Regions from separate parts of the Triticum aestivum genome. Here region 2 is linked to region 1. A link is a contact called in public Hi-C data. All regions are on one chromosome and are shown on one strand. The core of a region is the stretch at or near the end of the contact, and the rest is flanking DNA. Distances in the headings are between cores, read along the strand shown.

Region 1 (3,881 bases), core at 510-3,009:
CATCCGTTTTAACTGAAATGCTACAACCGTCAATGAAGATGTTACAACCATTGAGAAGACGTGCTACAACCGATGAGGGACGACATGCTACAACCATTCAAGACAGATGTTACAACCGGTAGAAAAAACTGTTGCAAACGATGGCATAAAATGTTGCATGGTCGACTGAGACTTGGTTAAATCTCAGTCGACTGATTTTTAGCCGGGCCGATTTTATAATCCTCATTTCAGCATTGCCTGCAAGTGCAGGTTGCAGACAGATATGCAGGTCCCTTGTTCATCCGATGGTTAAAGTTGCGGGCACGCCCATGATTTCACCTCCTGTCTGGGTAATCGATCTAGTAATACCAAATGCCACTCCTGACCGACTAGGGTTTATGGTCTACCCAGCCTATGCATGCACTCCACCATAACCCGGGGCATTATGTCAACTAAAGTACACATGATGGCGACATCTCTATTATCCAGATGAGCTGGCTACGGCACAGCCTTTGCGCGTTCGACACACACACGACAGCGACAGAGGGCCGGGAGGAGAGGGAAAAGTTCACTTTTGTCCACTCTACACGCTGTGCCAGCGTGCAGCCATGCATCGGTCACGCCGTGCATAGATTTATCTGGTGACCGGTGGCCGACTAGAACGCACGCATATACAATGGCCAGGCCGGCAGCTGGTGGATCGACCCGACCCAGTTCACTAGTAGGATATCTCTTCTCTTGAGACGGATCCCTTCGTTTTTTTTATGATATTAACCTTCTGTACGGTGCAGATTGTTTGGCTCTCCGTCCTCTCTTCCTTTTATAAGGGTAGTAGATAATTGTTGTGCAAGGGAGAGGAGAGATCGACAGCTCATGCACACTTATACCTAGCCATGGGCCGGGCCGGGCCTAAAAAAGCCCACGGCAGAAAACTGAGGCCCAGGCCTTACCATAGGGCCTACTTTTCAAGTCCAAGCCCGGCCCATCCGGTAAAAAAGCCCTGAAAAGCCCTTAGGGCTTAGGGCCGTGGCTGGGCCTCTTCCTTAAAATGTCAATATGCCAAGCCCAAGCCCGTCCAGGCCTTGCTGGTGGGCTCAAAACTCAGGTCCAAGCCCGGCCCACGGGCAAGCCCATCAGGCCTAGGCCCTGGATTTTAGGGCCGGGCCTGGGTGGGCTGACAGGGTCGGGCAGGAGATGGCCAGAACTATGCACACCTATGTTTTAGCTACGAGCTGTCAACCGATGGTAGCTTGTTTCCAGATGATCCCGGGCATTTCCCTGTTCTACTCCTTATGAAATGGCAGGCTATAAAAAGTACTCCCTCCGTTCCGAAATATTTGTCTTTCCAGCCATCTCAAATGGACTACAACATACGGATGTATGTAGACATATTTTAGAGTGTAGATTTACTCATTTTGCTCCGTATGTAGTTACTTGTTGAAATCTTTAGAAAGACAATTATTTGGGAACGGAGGGAGTAGTACTCACATAAACATCAAATCCTTTGAAAAGCCTTGAAGCTTTAGCTTGGTCACCAACTGGTATAGCTACAATATTTATTTTGGTCTACTTGTATAACGTACGTACATATTTTATACTGTAAGATATATAGGGGTCGAGTGAGTTGTTTACGCACGGCATCTTTTTTTTCAGTGCACACGGCATCTGATTTCGTTGACATGAGCCGAGCGGTCGAAAAGGCTCTTTTTGGCATGTTCTGCACAGCTGCTACACATGGCCTGGTCCCCGAAGATCCGGATGGATTCTTCCTCGGTTTTTCCGCTCCTGTTCTAGTCCAATTTGTACTTAGAAAAATGAGCAGTCTTTGTTGGCTGTATCATCTGTATGTACTACTACTACTCCAAGAAGAATGATACTCTATTGGTGTTGAAAATTGACGTTTGAAGCTGGGACCCGGTCGTCTAGAGCAAATATCCGCAAGAAATTAGAGAGAGGGAAATGTTTCGGAAAAAAAAGAAAGAAACGGGAAAAGAAGGTCCTTGGTCGCATCGCACAACCCAACACGAGAATCGCAGTGGAGAGAAAGAGCTGCTATTCTTTCTCCGCGAAATAGTTGAGTCCTCGAGCTCAGATTGTTGAAAGATTATAGCGAGTGAGTGCCCACTCGACCCTTTTTTTTTACGATGTACATGTAGTCAGAGGACTTGTTCTAAGTCTACGGTTTTAGTCCACACAAAAGACCAGCTGTATTAATGTATATGCTCCTAAAATAACCAGATAGTAATAGGCTAATAGCCAAGGACAGACGGATGCTGCGGCTACTGCTACTGACCAACAGAACATGCGGCCAGCAGATTAATCCAACCGGCCCACTGGATCATAACATATACTCCATGGAATATTATTCCGTCCACTTCGCCGGCCATCTCTTGGCCCGGATACAGTGTCGAGGTCCCGTGCACATGTGCCAATCAATCAGAGCGAAAAGGCGATCGGTGGACTATGCAAGAGTATTAATTAAGCGGTTAAGACTGCAGCTTACGAGCACGAGTGGCTGGTGTACTAATCGTCATTACTCCTACTACTAATCATCGGGTCGGGGAGGTTAGGGCACGTGAGCCATCGTCCTGGCTCATGGCCCCTGGGCGTGCGCGAAGGCCAACAAAAGCCACCTTTTGGACAGCAATCGCTCGCTCGCGTGGCCACTTGCCAAAACATGTCGCCCCGGCTCGGCTAGTCTGCGTTGGCAGCCACATCTCGGAAGAAAGGAACACGCGTAGTAGTACGTTGATGTGTGTGGTGCGCGCCTTCCATCCAACCAAGACAGATCGATGCAGCATGAGTATTATTGTTGGGAGATTATCATCATTCATGAGAGATCTCGATCGCCTACCGCATAAATTGCAAAAGCAGAATGAATTCATGTAGGCGTACACGGAGTCGGTGAGGGTATCCATCGATCAATCCATCTCACCAGCTACAGCTACAGCTGCTGCTAGCAAGTGTTGAAATACGAGGGTGGGCCTTGGACCCATCTAACAATTTTAGAAAATTTCTAAGGATCTACGTGGGTTATATAACATTAGTCTCACCTTACTAGTCGGAGAGAAGTTGGACCTCCTTATAAGGGATTCTCTTCCACATGCTATTGGAGCTTGGGAAGAGAAGTGGTTCCCGCGCGCTTCACCCGCAGCCCGTCTCGCCTCGCCGCGCCGCATGTTGCGGGAATGAGACGAGCCGACCTAATATCTATGCGCTTATTTTTACCGGTGAGGAACGAAGAGTCTTTGACAGGTGGACCATAATCTGAGACGTCAGATCGTGGGCTGTTACCGGCTCAGACGTGGGTCCAGCCCACGTCTCTCCATGCGGCTGCACATACACATCTGGGGCGTCTGCCAACCCTAGCCGCCACGCGAAGCAGATCACATCTACCTCCACGCCCACGTCGTTCCATTGCTGCTGCTGCCGCCGGCGGCTGCATCCCGTTCACCGCGTACACAGTTGACTGGAGAGCAGGCCTCCGAAACCCCGCCTCTTCGGCTCCCGTATGGGAGAGGGACGATTAGGTTTTTGGAGAGCGACCACGCAATTGCTTGCTTCCGATCGATTACTTCCTCTTTGTCCACGTCCGCTGCATCGTCGCCATGTCTACCGCGGCCGACAAGAAGGCTGCCGCTGACCAGAAGGCGACCGAGGAGGCCGCCGCCATTGCTGCTACTACGGCCATCTGGCCAATAGGAGGGTATAACTCGTTTGCCCCTCTCCTATTCGTTACTGTTTTAGCCTTACTAGTGATTTGCGTAGATATTTCTACTATCTGTCTAGTACGCGCTAATATGGTCAAATATCAGTATGTGTTTAATACTATTTATGTCATGCTCATGATTCATTCTTGGATTAATTTAGTCAAAAAAGCGCTTATTTACTCAACAATAAGT
Region 2 (3,881 bases), core at 727-3,226, 210 kb after region 1:
CTCAATACCATGTTCTCCTTGATGTTCTTGGAGATCTATTCAATGTAATACCTTTTTGCGGTGTGTTTGCCGAGATCCGATGAATTGTGGATTTATGATCAGCTTGTCTATGAATATTATTTGAATCTCCTCTGAATTTTTATATGCATGATTTGATAACTTTGCAAGTCTCTTCGAACTATCGATTTGGTTTGGCCAACTAGAATGGTTTTTCTTGCAATGGGAGAAGTGCTTAGCTTTGGGTTCAATCTTACGGTGCTTGATCCCAGTGATAGAAGGGGAACTGAGACGTATTGTATTGTTGCCATCGAGGATAACAAGATGGGGTTTTCATCATATTACTTGAGTTTATCCCGCTACATCATGTCATCTTACTTAATGCGTTACTCTGTTCTTCATGAACTTAATACTCTAGATGCAGCCAGGAGTCGGTCGATGTGTGGAGTAATAATAGTAGATACAGGCAGGAGTCGGTCTACTTGACACGGACGTGATGCCTATATTCATGATCATTGCCTTAGATATCGTCATAACTTTGTGCTTTCTTATCAATTGCTCGGCAGTAATTTGTTCACCCACCGTAATATTTTCTATCTTGAGAGAAGCCTCTAGTGAAACCTATGGCCCCCGGGTCTATTTTTCGTCATATAAGTTTCTATTTTCCATTATATTAGTTTCCGATTCACTTCCTTTTATTTTTCGATCTATAAACCAAAAATGCCAAAAATATTTACTTTACCGTTTATCTATTTCTATCAGATCTCACTTTTGCAAGTAACCATGAAGGGATTGACAACCCTTTTATCGCGTTGGGTGCAAGTTTGTTTGATTGTTTGTGCAGGTATTCAGTGACTTGTTCGTTGTCTCCTACTGGATTGATACCTTGGTTCTCAAAACTGAGGAAAATACTTACTCTACTTTGCTGCATCACCCTTTCCTCTTTAAGGGAAAAACCAACGCAAGCTCAAGAAGTAGCAGGGTAGTACAACAGTGATGTCGGTCTTCGGGAGCGTGGACACAACCACATGAGGAGGGATGTATCAAAAAACAAGGGCTTCGGGTGAGCCAGGGGTGTCAAAGTGCGACGTGGCGGAATCCCTCAGACGGATTTGATGAGCCGCGTTGGATGGTTAAATGTATCTAAACCGTCCGATCCAAACATTTACGGGCGGTATGATGATCCACGTTGGAAATGCCCTTAACCAACAACGGTAGCACATGTACCTAGGACTTCTTTGATTCACAACTTTCTCAAACACATGGTAATAGAAAAAACACATGATTAAATGGCACGTCCTGTTGTACTATTATTCTATAAAATTAGAAGACTACATGAGTTTAGAATGGAAGAGTATTCCATATCACATGAAAAAATATCTACCGTAAGATATTTTTAGGGTAACCCACTAATAAGATTTTTTTAATAAAGGATGGATTTTATTAACTCACAATAAAACACCAAGGATATACAAACACAATAAGCACACATCCGGCCTATGCATAACTAGGAATCTAGGATGCATATAGCCAGCATCAGCACACGCAAATAAACACATCCACTAATAAGAATTGAGTGGATAAAAAAGTTTTCTTTGAAAAATTTCTAATCTTATAAAAATTCTTTTATACTCCTTTTTGAAGATGAACAAAAATATTCTTAGGATGGACATATATTTGCCAAAGAAGCAATGTAACAGGTCGAGAACGAAGCTTTTATTTTTTTAGTAGTTTAAATTGCTTACGACATGTGTCACAGCATTCCTGATAAACAAACACCATTGTGTTCCACCCTCCAAATGCTACAAACTTCGTTTACCGTTTCAAAGAGATCTCTCGTATTACATGATCCCGACGCAGCACGACTACTTGCTGCATAAAAAAATTACTACATGGATCACAGGCCGTGTACGTACGCAGTGTCGTCAGCCACTGCGTGGACCGTAGTAGGGAGGAAGGCGCGAAAAGGCCGGCCTTGTCCTGCAGCCTCAGGAATTCGCGGCCGGCGAGCCAGACAACGGACCGCCGACCCGACACCCGGCCGCGCCGGCGCCCGCCTGCTGTTTGCTGGCTGCCAGTCTCCCACGCCACGGAGCCACGCAACCGCACTGCATATACCACCGCACAGCAGCCGCAGTGCGAGCGGGCATCATCGTCCTCCACCCCCATATGGGATAGCCGTATCCCTCTTCCTCCTCTGCTACTGCCCCGCGCCTTTCCGGATTAATTGCCGCCCACAACGCCCAGCGCATGCACACGCACGCACTCGGCATAGTTTAGTGTAGGGTCGCCGTGCTCGCCCAAGCAAGCAAGGCGCGGCCTGCCTGCTACTAGTAGCGCCTCTCGCCTCCGCGGCCATGGCTGCACCCGCGCTGGCCAAGCGCCCCTGCAGCAGCCCCTCCTCCTCCGCTTCTTGCCGCGAGGCCAAGCGGCTCCGCCCGGCGGCGGCGCCGGTGGCCATGGAGAGGCACGACGCCGCTGCCGCTGCTGAGGTGTCGACGACGACGTCGCAGTCGCAGTCGCAGCCGCTGCTCCCGGGCCTGCCGGACCACCTCGCGCAGCTCTGCCTCTCGACGCTCCCGCCGAGCCTCATGCACGCCGTCTGCCGCCCGTGGCGCCGGCTGCTGTACGCGCCGTCGTTCCCGCCGTTCTTGTCCCTGTACGCGCTCCTCGAGGACGCCGGCGACGGCGGCGCGTCCTTCGCGGCCTACGACCCGATCGCCGCGCGGTGGGACTGTCTGCCGGCGCCGCCGATGCCGTCGCCGCCCCCGACCCTCTGCCACCCGTCGTTTCTCTCCCGCCGGCTGCCGCTCCAGTCCGTGGCCGCGGCGGGGCAGCTCGTCCTCGTCGCAGGGTCCACGCAGTCGCTCCACCCGGCGCTGTGCCGTCCGCTCGTCTTCGACCCGACCGCCGCGCCCGCGCCGCGATGGCAGGTCGGCCCGCGGGTCCCGCTCGCCCCGCGCAGGTGGTGCGCGGCGGGGGCGGCGAGGGGGCGCGTGTTCGTCGCGGGCGGCGTGGGCGCCGGGTACGACCTCGCCGTCGCGCGCTCCGGGGCGACATGGGACCCCGCCACGCCGTCTGCGCCGTGGGAGCCGCTCCCGCCGCTGCGGGACGGGCGGTTCAGCCGTGACGCGGCCGAGGCCGTGTGCTCGGGCGGGAAGGTCTGCATGGTCAACCTCCGCGGCAGCGGCGCCAAGGAGGGCGCGGTGTTCGACCTCGTGGCCGGGCGGTGGGAGGACATGCCGCCCGGCATGCTGGCCGGGTGGAAGGGCCCCGCCGCGGCGTCCCCGGACAGCGGCGACACGATCTTCGTCGTGGACGAGGAGCGCGGCGCGCTCAACACCTACGACTGGGGATCCGACCGGTGGACAACGGTCACGGAGGCGGAGCGGCTCAAGGGCGCGGCAGAGATGGCAGCCGGCGGCGGCAGGGTGTGCGTCGTGTCCCACGGCGGCGCGAAGGTGGTGGTCGTGGACGTGACGCCCAAGGCGAGGACGAGGGGCTCCACGACGGCGCCGCCGCGCATGTGGGAGGTGGAGGCGCCGGCCGGGCGGTGGGTGGTCTCGCTGCACGTGCTGCCCAGGATGACGCGCCCCGAGTAGGCTTCCTCAACTCCCGCCACTGTACAAAGTACAAACTTATAGTACAAAAACAAAAGGCTCTCCCTTTGGTTCGTCTTCTCTTCTTCCTGCGGCGAATCCGCATTGGCACCGGCCTGGGCAGTATGCAGTATGGATGGGCAGACGACGCTAGAATCGATTTGGTTCCCGTGTGCTTCTGCTCAACGGCTACCAGCTGGATTTCGAGATTTTGATTTTGGAGGTGTAGACGCTAGATTTCCAGTTTTTGATTCTTGCGTTCTTCTGTCCTGCTCCTCTGATCCT

What was found. A called contact is a pair of places that touch in the nucleus more often than the background predicts.
Region 2: a Hi-C map of leaf shows a contact between it and region 1, with 8 times the contacts expected there. The contact joins the promoter of LOC123167326 here to the enhancer-like site in region 1. A contact is called at or near these places in 2 of 5 Hi-C or Micro-C datasets (both in leaf) and 1 of 1 datasets of contacts at active chromatin or transcription factors (leaf).

What each region holds. Positions count from the first base shown.
Region 1 is chr7D:519,218,137-519,222,017 of IWGSC CS RefSeq v2.1, forward strand. No RefSeq gene overlaps it. Among protein-coding and RNA genes, the nearest start is that of LOC123167357, 120 kb to the left of the region's middle. Within about 2 kb of position 1,760, at least 3 of the 8 cell types and tissues checked have an H3K27ac peak or open chromatin away from gene starts, as enhancers often do. A contact at or near this core is called in leaf, where this site is marked.
Region 2 is chr7D:519,430,988-519,434,868 of IWGSC CS RefSeq v2.1, forward strand. LOC123167326 (F-box/kelch-repeat protein SKIP25) reads left to right here and starts at 1,977. Exons shown (of 1, transcript XM_044585174.1): 1 at 1,977-3,881. The coding sequence starts at 2,355. The coding sequence ends at 3,599.